Regions from separate parts of the Ovis aries genome. Here regions 2 and 3 are each linked to region 1. A link is a contact called in public Hi-C data. All regions are on one chromosome and are shown on one strand. Each heading gives the region's core, a stretch centred on a gene start, on an enhancer-like site or on the middle of the called end of the contact. The rest is flanking DNA. Distances are from core to core; before and after follow the strand shown. Region 1 overlaps C2H9orf43 (chromosome 2 C9orf43 homolog). Region 2 overlaps RGS3 (regulator of G protein signaling 3). Region 3 has its middle 190 kb from the start of RGS3.

Region 1 (2,700 bases), core at 69-2,568:
TCTGAAGACTCAGAGAAGGTCTAACTCTTTCAAAACAAATTCAGCTCCTTTGCTTACGTAGTAAAGCAACTCCCACATTAAAGTCCCGATGGTTAGTACAAAGTTGCCTTTTGAACTGTGAGGTATTTTGAGTGAGAAAATAATTGTTATCTGAATACTGGACTTTGCTTCTCTTTTCAAAGAGAGAAAAAAATTATTATAGGCCAAAACTTGTTTCATCTTTGTTACGCCAATCCCTCATTTGGATAATCACAAAATGGATATAGAGAAGTATAGCCTATGGAGCACATTACAGTTTTCAAGGTGCTTCATATCCACTGTTTTGATTGGTTCTCTGGCCAACTCTATAGACACATGGGGATTGTCTCTGTTTTATGGTTTAGGAAACTGAAGCTCAGAATACAGGGCTGATGCTAGGCCATTTGGGGACCTTTGGGTGAATTAGAGAAAGGGACCCTTCAAGACACTTCACAAACTATTTGCTAAAAAAATTATTTCAATGGATAAACACATCTACGGTGATTACCATTTGAGCAACACCCCGGGAGCTGACCCACCACCTGCGCAATAGTACCTGCTGGCCTTGCTGGCGAGGTTAGGTAATTTGCCAGACATCCAAGGCCGGCAAGTGAAGGGGGTTGGGCTTAGAACCCGAGCGCTTGCTCTTGTTCTTGCACTGTGTTCTGACGCCTCTCTGGTTCCCTCTCTTTATGCACAGACGACAATCTTAATCAGACAGGAAGGATGAGGCCATGTAAAAAAGAACTGACTGATGGCAAGGAGCCCTCCCGAAGCCTCTGCTTCAGCCTCTCCATGTTCTGAGAGAGAAGGAGCCAGGTAACTGTTGCTAACTGCCGTTTTCCTACCATCTGGGCCGCAGGCATCAGGAGAATCAAGGCCTAACAGCCAGGAGGCTCCCCAGGATCAGTTGGAGATCCACTTTATATATTTAAGCAGGCTTCCCTGCTGGCTCAGCTGGTAAAGAATCCACCTGCAATGTGGGAGACCTGGGTTCAATCCCTGGGTTGAGAAGATCCCCTGGAGAAGGGAAAGGCTACCCACTCCAGTATCCTGGCCTGGAGAATTCCATGGACTGTATAGTCCAAGGGGTTGCAGAGTTGGACTGAGCAACTTTCACTTCAGACAAGAGGACCCGAGCCTTGGCCTGTTAGACTGTTGTCCTGGAGCTTTGAGTTCCTAAGAAACTAGATTCTGATTTCTTTTGTTCTTTTCTACTTTCTTTGTGATCTCTACTAGGGATAGGCCACTTTGAGTCACCCTGGTTTTCTGAGCATACCTTCCAGTGACACGGGTCAGTTTGATCTGTGTGTAGAAAGAGAGTCATTGATCTTCCAACATTCTCTGCCCATGCTCTCCTCCTTGTACAACCATCTTTTGTTTTGCTGTTGGTCCTGACATCTGGGGTAACAGACTGTTCTTCATTGATTTTGGATTACAGAATGCTTCCTTTGGAGTCAGGGTTTCATTCATGGTGGCAATGACCCTTAAAATATCAGTTTATTCAAATACACCTGAAGGTTGTTTGCTGAATTAAGCACAGAAATGCATCTGGCTTTTAGATAGAAATGTTCAGAGGTTCTTTGGAATCCAGAAGAATCTGGGGGAAAAAATGTAAATTTTCAACCGCCATAACGTACCAAGGTATGAAATTCATTTGCGCTCCTGTTTATACATTTAATTAAAAATATTAAGCATTTATTATATGTTAGAGAATCAACGCCTATCTTATCTTGATAGAGAAAGGGAATATTCTAGAGACTTGGAGAGTCCTCAGAAATACAGCTAGAAATTTTACTGGATCAAATGGTAAGGTTGTTTTTGACCACTAGGTGGCGATATCACCTTGTGAAAATGATACTCTTCTGCGGACTGGAGGCCTCCAGTTATTTCTGAGACCGTGTGTATACAGTCAAAGAGACTTCTTTGTGAATAAATGGAGGAAAAGCCATATTTTATCATTTACATAGTGATCTGATTGAAACGCTCAAGGGGACTGGAAACTCCAGGAGCGATGGGACTGTGTCTGTTGTCATGCTTATTATAGCCGTAGCTTATAGTTCATGTAGTGGGCATTCAGTAAATAAATAAAGCTTTTGAACCATTTAGATTGTCATTGGAAGAACCATTTCAGGAGTGTGGAAAATCCTGGAACATACACAGAAGCCTAGGATTTGGAGAAGTTGGGGGCAATTGATGATCCTGATGGATTATCAGTTGAGCAGAGACTCAGAGAGGCAGCATTGGGAAGGTAGAAACATCAAAAGTGATCTGAGGCTCTTCTAATTGCTTTGTGTTTCCTAAATTTCTCTTGATGAGAAAAAGAATTTCTCCCTTTATAATATAGGGGGTTGTCAACCAAAAATCTGAATTTTTTGCTTGCTTCTATATTACTTCTAATGATGGCTCTGTCTTGGAAAGGATCTCCAAAAATAATGTCCTCTTCTCTGCCTGTCATTCATTGGTAAATTGTTTATTCTGTAACTTACTTATTGTTCATTCATTCAGTCCACAAATAGTCACTGCACAGCTGTGAGGTACAGAGCGCTCGTCTAGACTGCGCGATCATCTCTGACCTTTCCCTATCATGGCTCCTTTGAGTTCAGTTAATCACTCAGTCCTACTAGCTGTGGCATCCACACCATGCTCCTCCGTTCCTTTTGCTCTTACCCTAGCCCTGGC
Region 2 (2,700 bases), core at 95-2,594, 150 kb after region 1:
AGAGAGATAACCGACGGAGTTGTAGCTGATGGTGATACAGAGCTTTCTGCCCAGATCCGAAGATGGTAAACCCTGTACACCATGTCCTGGAGTTTGGACATTGTCTCAAGGGTACTTGGGAGCCATGGAAAGCTTTAAGAGACAGGCAAGAGAAAGTGAAAGTGAAGTCGCTCAGTCGTGTCCCACTCTTTGCGACCCCATGGACTGTAGCCTCCCAGGCTCCTCCATCCATGGAATTTTCCAGGCAAGAGTACTGGAGTGGGTTGCCATTTCCTTCTCCAGGGGATCTTCCCCACCCAGAGATTAAACCTGGGTCTCCTGCATTGCAAGCAGACGCCTTTACCATCTGAGCCACCAGGGAAGCTCTTAAGGCATGAGAGGTGCTCTTGTATGTAATAATGCACTCCACACGCTGCTGACCCACCCCAGGTCTCTTTAAAAACCTCAGGATCCTGAGTTGGTTAGTCATTGTCATCTCCATGTTGGAGTTAAGCACTAGAGGCTCAGGGAGGGACAGCCGTTGGCTAAGTCACACAGTAGAACCTTGACTGAAGCTTTGTCTCTGTCCTGCCCTGCTTCCGTGAGTGCTGTGTTTCTGGCTGCTCCTGCGCAAGCTGCGTTCCTAGGTGCTCGAGGAGGACACTCTGTGAACAGGCTGCTCCTAGTAGCGGGGTCTCCCTCCCTCTGCTGTTCTTCAAGGGGTGGGAGCATGGAGGTGGGGGTGGGCTGGTTGGTGGGACCTGCTAGATCCCTGAGCCTCTCTTTGCTCAGACAACAGCCCAGGTTGCAACGTGTCTGTGTTTTCTCTGCAGATGAGCGGGCCTGACACAGTAGGGGACGATGATGACACCTCCCGGAAGAGAAAGAGCAAAAACCTGTACGTTGGAAAGATCTATGGTCCTCACCCTAGTGATGGGGGCGGGGGACGGTCCCTGCACCCCTCTCCTTCCCCTGTCTGCCGGCTTATTCTCCATGCCCAGTGGGCCAGGGGCAGAGGCAGGGAGAAGGGGCTGCATCCAGTCCTACCCTAGACAGACACTCATGAAAAATGGGATCTTGGGACCTAGCTGTGGCCCCAAGGTGAGGTCAGCCAGGGTCCTGAGCACCCAGCACCGCCCTCAGCGTCCATCCACACAGAGTGAGGCGAGGTGCTGATTTAGTATCTGGAAGCCACAGGGAACCAAGCAAAAGCAAGCAGCTGGGTTGCCCTGGCTCTGTCCAGCTGCCAGGCCAAGCGGTGGCCAAGTGACCATGACGAGTTCTTCACTCCCTCCGAGAAAGGGCTGACTAGCCTGGTCACGAGAGTCCCCTTTCTCCACTGAGCTCTTGAATGCTGGCAGTCCTGGGCATTGCCAGGAGGGGGTGCTGCAGGCTCAGAGAGCCGATCCCATACGCCCCATGCCTTTCTGCCCCCACCCCCTCCACATAATTTATACTTTCGATTTGGAAGTTTGTTAGAGGTACTCGGTTATTAACAGAGAGTGAGGGGTTTTCTCCATGGTCTCCTTGTACCCCGGGCCATGGAGACTGTGGGCAGGGACAGAGGAGAAGGCGGTGAGGGACATGGTGGCCCTCAGAGGGAACCCCCTCCCCTCCAGGTCCTGTAGAGCCCACCGTTGCACACCAATTAGGCCGGCCTTGGGGTCGGGGCCCTGACTGCAACCTTGGCTCAGGTCCACTCCCTAGAAACTCTCTCCCCAGCTTCCCTGCCCTCTCCAGTTTCTCGCAGCAACATTAGGCTTCTCTCACTCTGCAGCCAGAACCGACGCACTTTCTAGGGAAGGTGAAATGCACAAAGATGACTCTTTGTACCAACCATCCGGTGAAGGCGGCACCAGAATGGCTGAGGGTGGCGCTCCCAGGAGTGCAGCAGTGGAGGGCAGCAGAGGGCAGGCATCCAGGGTGCTGGAGCTCTCCTGCCTCACCCACTCTGGCCTTCTTTTCAAGTAGGGCACTGCCTCTTGACGACCCATGGCTCACATTCTTAAATGCTTAGGCGAGGATTCTTAGATCTGCAATGATAAATAGCTCATATTTATTGTGCTAGGCACTGTTCTGTGTGCATTGACATGTATTATCTAATTTGACCTTTGCATTCACGCATGCGTGCTTAGTTCTGTCTGACTCTGCCACCCCATGGACTGCAGCCTGCCAGGATCCTCTGTCCATGGAAGTTTCCAGGCGCGAATACTGGAGTGGGTTGCCATTTCCTGCTCCAAAGGATCTTCCTGACTCAGGGATCAAACCTGCGTCTTTTGCAGTGGTAGGCGGATTCTTTACCACTGCGCCGCCTGCCTTTACAATACTTTAAAGAAAAGAGAAATTATTGGAGTATAGTTGCTTTGTTTATTAGATTTTCTCCCCATTTAGGTCACCACAGAGCACTGAGTAGAGTTCCCTGTGCTGAACAGTAGGTTCTCGTTAGTCATTTGCTTTATACATAGCTGTGTATATGGCAAACCCAATCTCCCAGTTCGTACCCCCTCCTTGGTAACCTTAGGTTCGTTCTCTGCATCTGTGTCTCTCTTTCTACCTTGCCAATAAGTTCATCTGTACTATTTTTCTAGATTCCGCATTTAAGTGACCTTTACCATAATTTTTATTTTACTCTCCTTTTTTCTTATTTAACCTGTTTTACAAATGAGTAAACTGAGGCAGAAAGAGGTTAAGTTGGTTTTCCAAGGTTAAGTGGCTTTTCTG
Region 3 (2,700 bases), core at 154-2,653, 210 kb after region 1:
CCTAGTTCCCAGGGAGCACCTGGCTGATAGCAAGAGCTCAGTAAGTGACATGATCGCCTGAGACAGGTGGTCTGTGGTCTTTGGGGGATGCTCAGCTAAGTGAGGGCTGTCTCCACGGTGGTTTCCCAGGCATCTCTGACTGCGCATCCCATGATGGGCAGCCGGACATCTGCGCTCAGACCACATCACATGGGACCATTGCACAGAACTGCCTGCTTGAGCTTGGGCTTTGCCAGCTGTGACCACTAGGTGGCAGTATTTAATGGCAGCCGCTCCCCTTTCCCAGGGGTTCTCCGCCCAGGTGGAAATGTAGGGGCCACGCTGAGCCAACTTGAGGTCTTGCTGCACCCAGGATGGACTCCGTATGAGCGAGAAATAGATCTTTGTGGTTTTAAGCCTCTTGGATGTAGACTTCGTTTTGTTTCCAGGACAACCTTATCTGTTCCAATTGATAACGCTGGGTTGCCCTGTCCCCAGCTCAGGCTCCCTGGAATGTCCATCTAGAGGAAGGTCAGTCTTAACTGGACCTTCTCAAGCATCTCTGACTCCCAGCCAATGTCCTCACCCTGTTAGACGCCTCCAAGCTCAGCTCGGCCGCCCCAGCAGTCCCTTTGCCTTGGTCGAGGGTCACTACAGCGTGACCACAGAGAGGGCCACCCCGTTTTTCCCCAAATATAGGCTCTTATCAGCCTCATCTGCTGCAGGACATTTGGTCATTGTCTTTGTCTAGACACCAGAATTAAAAATCTCTTATCAGCTTATATACTGAGGAAGTTGGGTCAGGCAGTATCAGGGCCAAAATTCCTCTGCCTCCAGCACAGCTGCTGCGGCAGCTCCATCAGAGATGAAGTTTATTGGAAGGAAAACCAGGGACAAGGGAGGAGCCCTGGATGGGGAGCCGGAAAGCCTGGGCTCCAGCCCTGGTTCTGCTTTTCACTGTGTGAGCTCAAGGAGTCCCTTCCTTTCTCTTCCTGCCTCAGGGCCTTTGCCCAGGTTATTCCTTTTGCTGGAGTGCTCTCCCCAGCTCCTTCCCTCCTCACCTGCTTGACTTGCTCAGCCATCACAGCTCAGCCTGAAACACGGGCTCATTGTGTTCCACGCACCCCGCTCGCTGCCTTAGAGCACACACTTTTTTGCTTTAATTACTTTAATTAAAGTGATTACTTAATTACTCATTCAGAGACTGTCTCCCCACTAGGCTCTGAGCTCTGTGAAAGTGACAATCTGTCTGTGACCCCATTGAGGTTTGACAAAGGAGTGAATCTGCCCTTTTAGAGCCTCTCTGGAAGCCTGGGCACAGGGGGATGGAGGGTGGTGTTTCAGGGTGCCCAGCCCAGCCCTCCCGGGAGCTGCGGAAGGGCCCCTCTCTCCCAGCCGCCTTGGTTAAGCCCAGCCTAAGTGACTTGGTCCTCTGCTGCCCCCTGGTGTCCACCTCTAAGGTTAGTCCCAGGCCCTCCCACTCCCGAGAGCAAACTGCCTGGGCTTTTCCTGCCTTGTCTTGATCACTTCTGACAGATGATGGTTATTATTGCCCGTTTTATGAATGAAGAAAGCCCACATCTGTCCGTTTCTTTGGAAAATATTTGTTGAGTACCTATTATTTGTCAGACACTTTGCTAGGGCTTCCCTTGTGGCTCAGCTGGTAAAGAATCCGCCTGCAATGCAGGAGACCTGGGTTCGATTCCTGGGTCGGGAAAATCCCCAGGAGAAGGGAAAGGCTACCCACTCCAGTGTTCTGGCTTGGAGAATTCCATGGACGGTATTGACCATGGGGTCACAAAGAGTCGGAAGTGACTAAGCGACTTTCACTTTCACCTTGCTAGGAGCTGGTGCTTCACTGATGAATTTTCTGCCCTCACCAAGCTTGCATTTTGGTCTGTGATGGGGAAGGAAGATAGTAAATAGTGAACAAGAGAGTAAGCAAATACACAGCACTGGGTATGTGTGCATGAGTGTGTGCACCCGTGTAAGCACATGTGTGCACGCACATATGTGTCTATGTACACGTACACATGTATTTGTGCTTGTATGTAGCGGCTTCGATGTTAACTGACTTGTCCCAGCTCACAGAGATGCTGCTGGATTTGAGCCCAGTTGTCACGATCATCCATAAGCCCTAACTCCGTGGTATGTGCTTATCCTCACAACAACCTTACCTTATCCTATTTTGCAGATGGGGAAAAAAAGCACAGAGAGGCTAGATAACTTAGTGACCCAAGGTCACTTAGCCGCTGAATGGTGGAACTGGACTTGAACCCAGGTGCTTTGGCTGCAGAGCCCGTCTTCTTAACACTGTGCTACACAAACTGTGAGTTTTGGTCTTTAGGGCTTCAGTGATGGTGGCCACAAAGCCAGTGCCACCCTCTCCTCCCACCCAGCCAAGAAGGATCAGAAGAGCCCATCCTGGCCCGTCTTCTGTCTCCAAACTATCCAAGATAATTGAGTCGCCTCTTGTCCCACTACTTGGGGAGAGTGGGTAGGAGTGGGTGCTGTAGATGGTCCCTGCTCTCAGGGAGCCTGATGAGCTGGCCATGGGTGGAGAACAACCCTGCTGGGCTATGAGGTGAGGAGCTCAGGTACAGGGGGCAGGGAAGGCTTCCTGAAGGAAGTGAGAGTGGGGCTGGGCCCAGAAAATTGACTAGGACTCAGATGTACATTTCCAAGAGGGAATAGGGTGAGCTGAGGCTTGTAGGGAGGAAG

Evidence for each region. Hi-C and Micro-C count contacts between places; a contact is called where the count stands out from the background.
Region 2: a Hi-C map of liver shows a contact between it and region 1, with 4 times the contacts expected there. The contact joins two enhancer-like sites. A contact is called at or near these places in 15 of 16 Hi-C or Micro-C datasets (blood, hypothalamus, liver and 7 more).
Region 3: a Hi-C map of liver shows a contact between it and region 1, with 8 times the contacts expected there. The contact joins two enhancer-like sites. A contact is called at or near these places in 13 of 16 Hi-C or Micro-C datasets (blood, hypothalamus, liver and 6 more).

Annotation. Positions count from the first base shown.
Region 1 is chr2:10,285,034-10,287,733 of ARS-UI_Ramb_v3.0, reverse strand. It overlaps C2H9orf43 (chromosome 2 C9orf43 homolog), which reads left to right. Exons shown (of 14, transcript XM_060408884.1): 13 at 719-837. The coding sequence ends at 822. Among named protein-coding and RNA genes, the nearest start is that of RGS3, 16 kb to the right of the region's middle. Within about 2 kb of position 1,318, at least 2 of the 54 cell types and tissues checked have an H3K27ac peak or open chromatin away from gene starts, as enhancers often do. A contact at or near this core is called in liver, where this site is marked.
Region 2 is chr2:10,139,870-10,142,569 of ARS-UI_Ramb_v3.0, reverse strand. It overlaps RGS3 (regulator of G protein signaling 3), which reads left to right. Exons shown (of 23, transcript XM_042242856.1): 19 at 813-877. Among named protein-coding and RNA genes, the nearest start is that of RGS3, 130 kb to the left of the region's middle. Within about 2 kb of position 1,344, at least 10 of the 54 cell types and tissues checked have an H3K27ac peak or open chromatin away from gene starts, as enhancers often do. A contact at or near this core is called in liver, where this site is marked.
Region 3 is chr2:10,079,659-10,082,358 of ARS-UI_Ramb_v3.0, reverse strand. No RefSeq gene overlaps it. Among named protein-coding and RNA genes, the nearest start is that of RGS3, 190 kb to the left of the region's middle. Within about 2 kb of position 1,403, at least 15 of the 54 cell types and tissues checked have an H3K27ac peak or open chromatin away from gene starts, as enhancers often do. A contact at or near this core is called in liver, where this site is marked.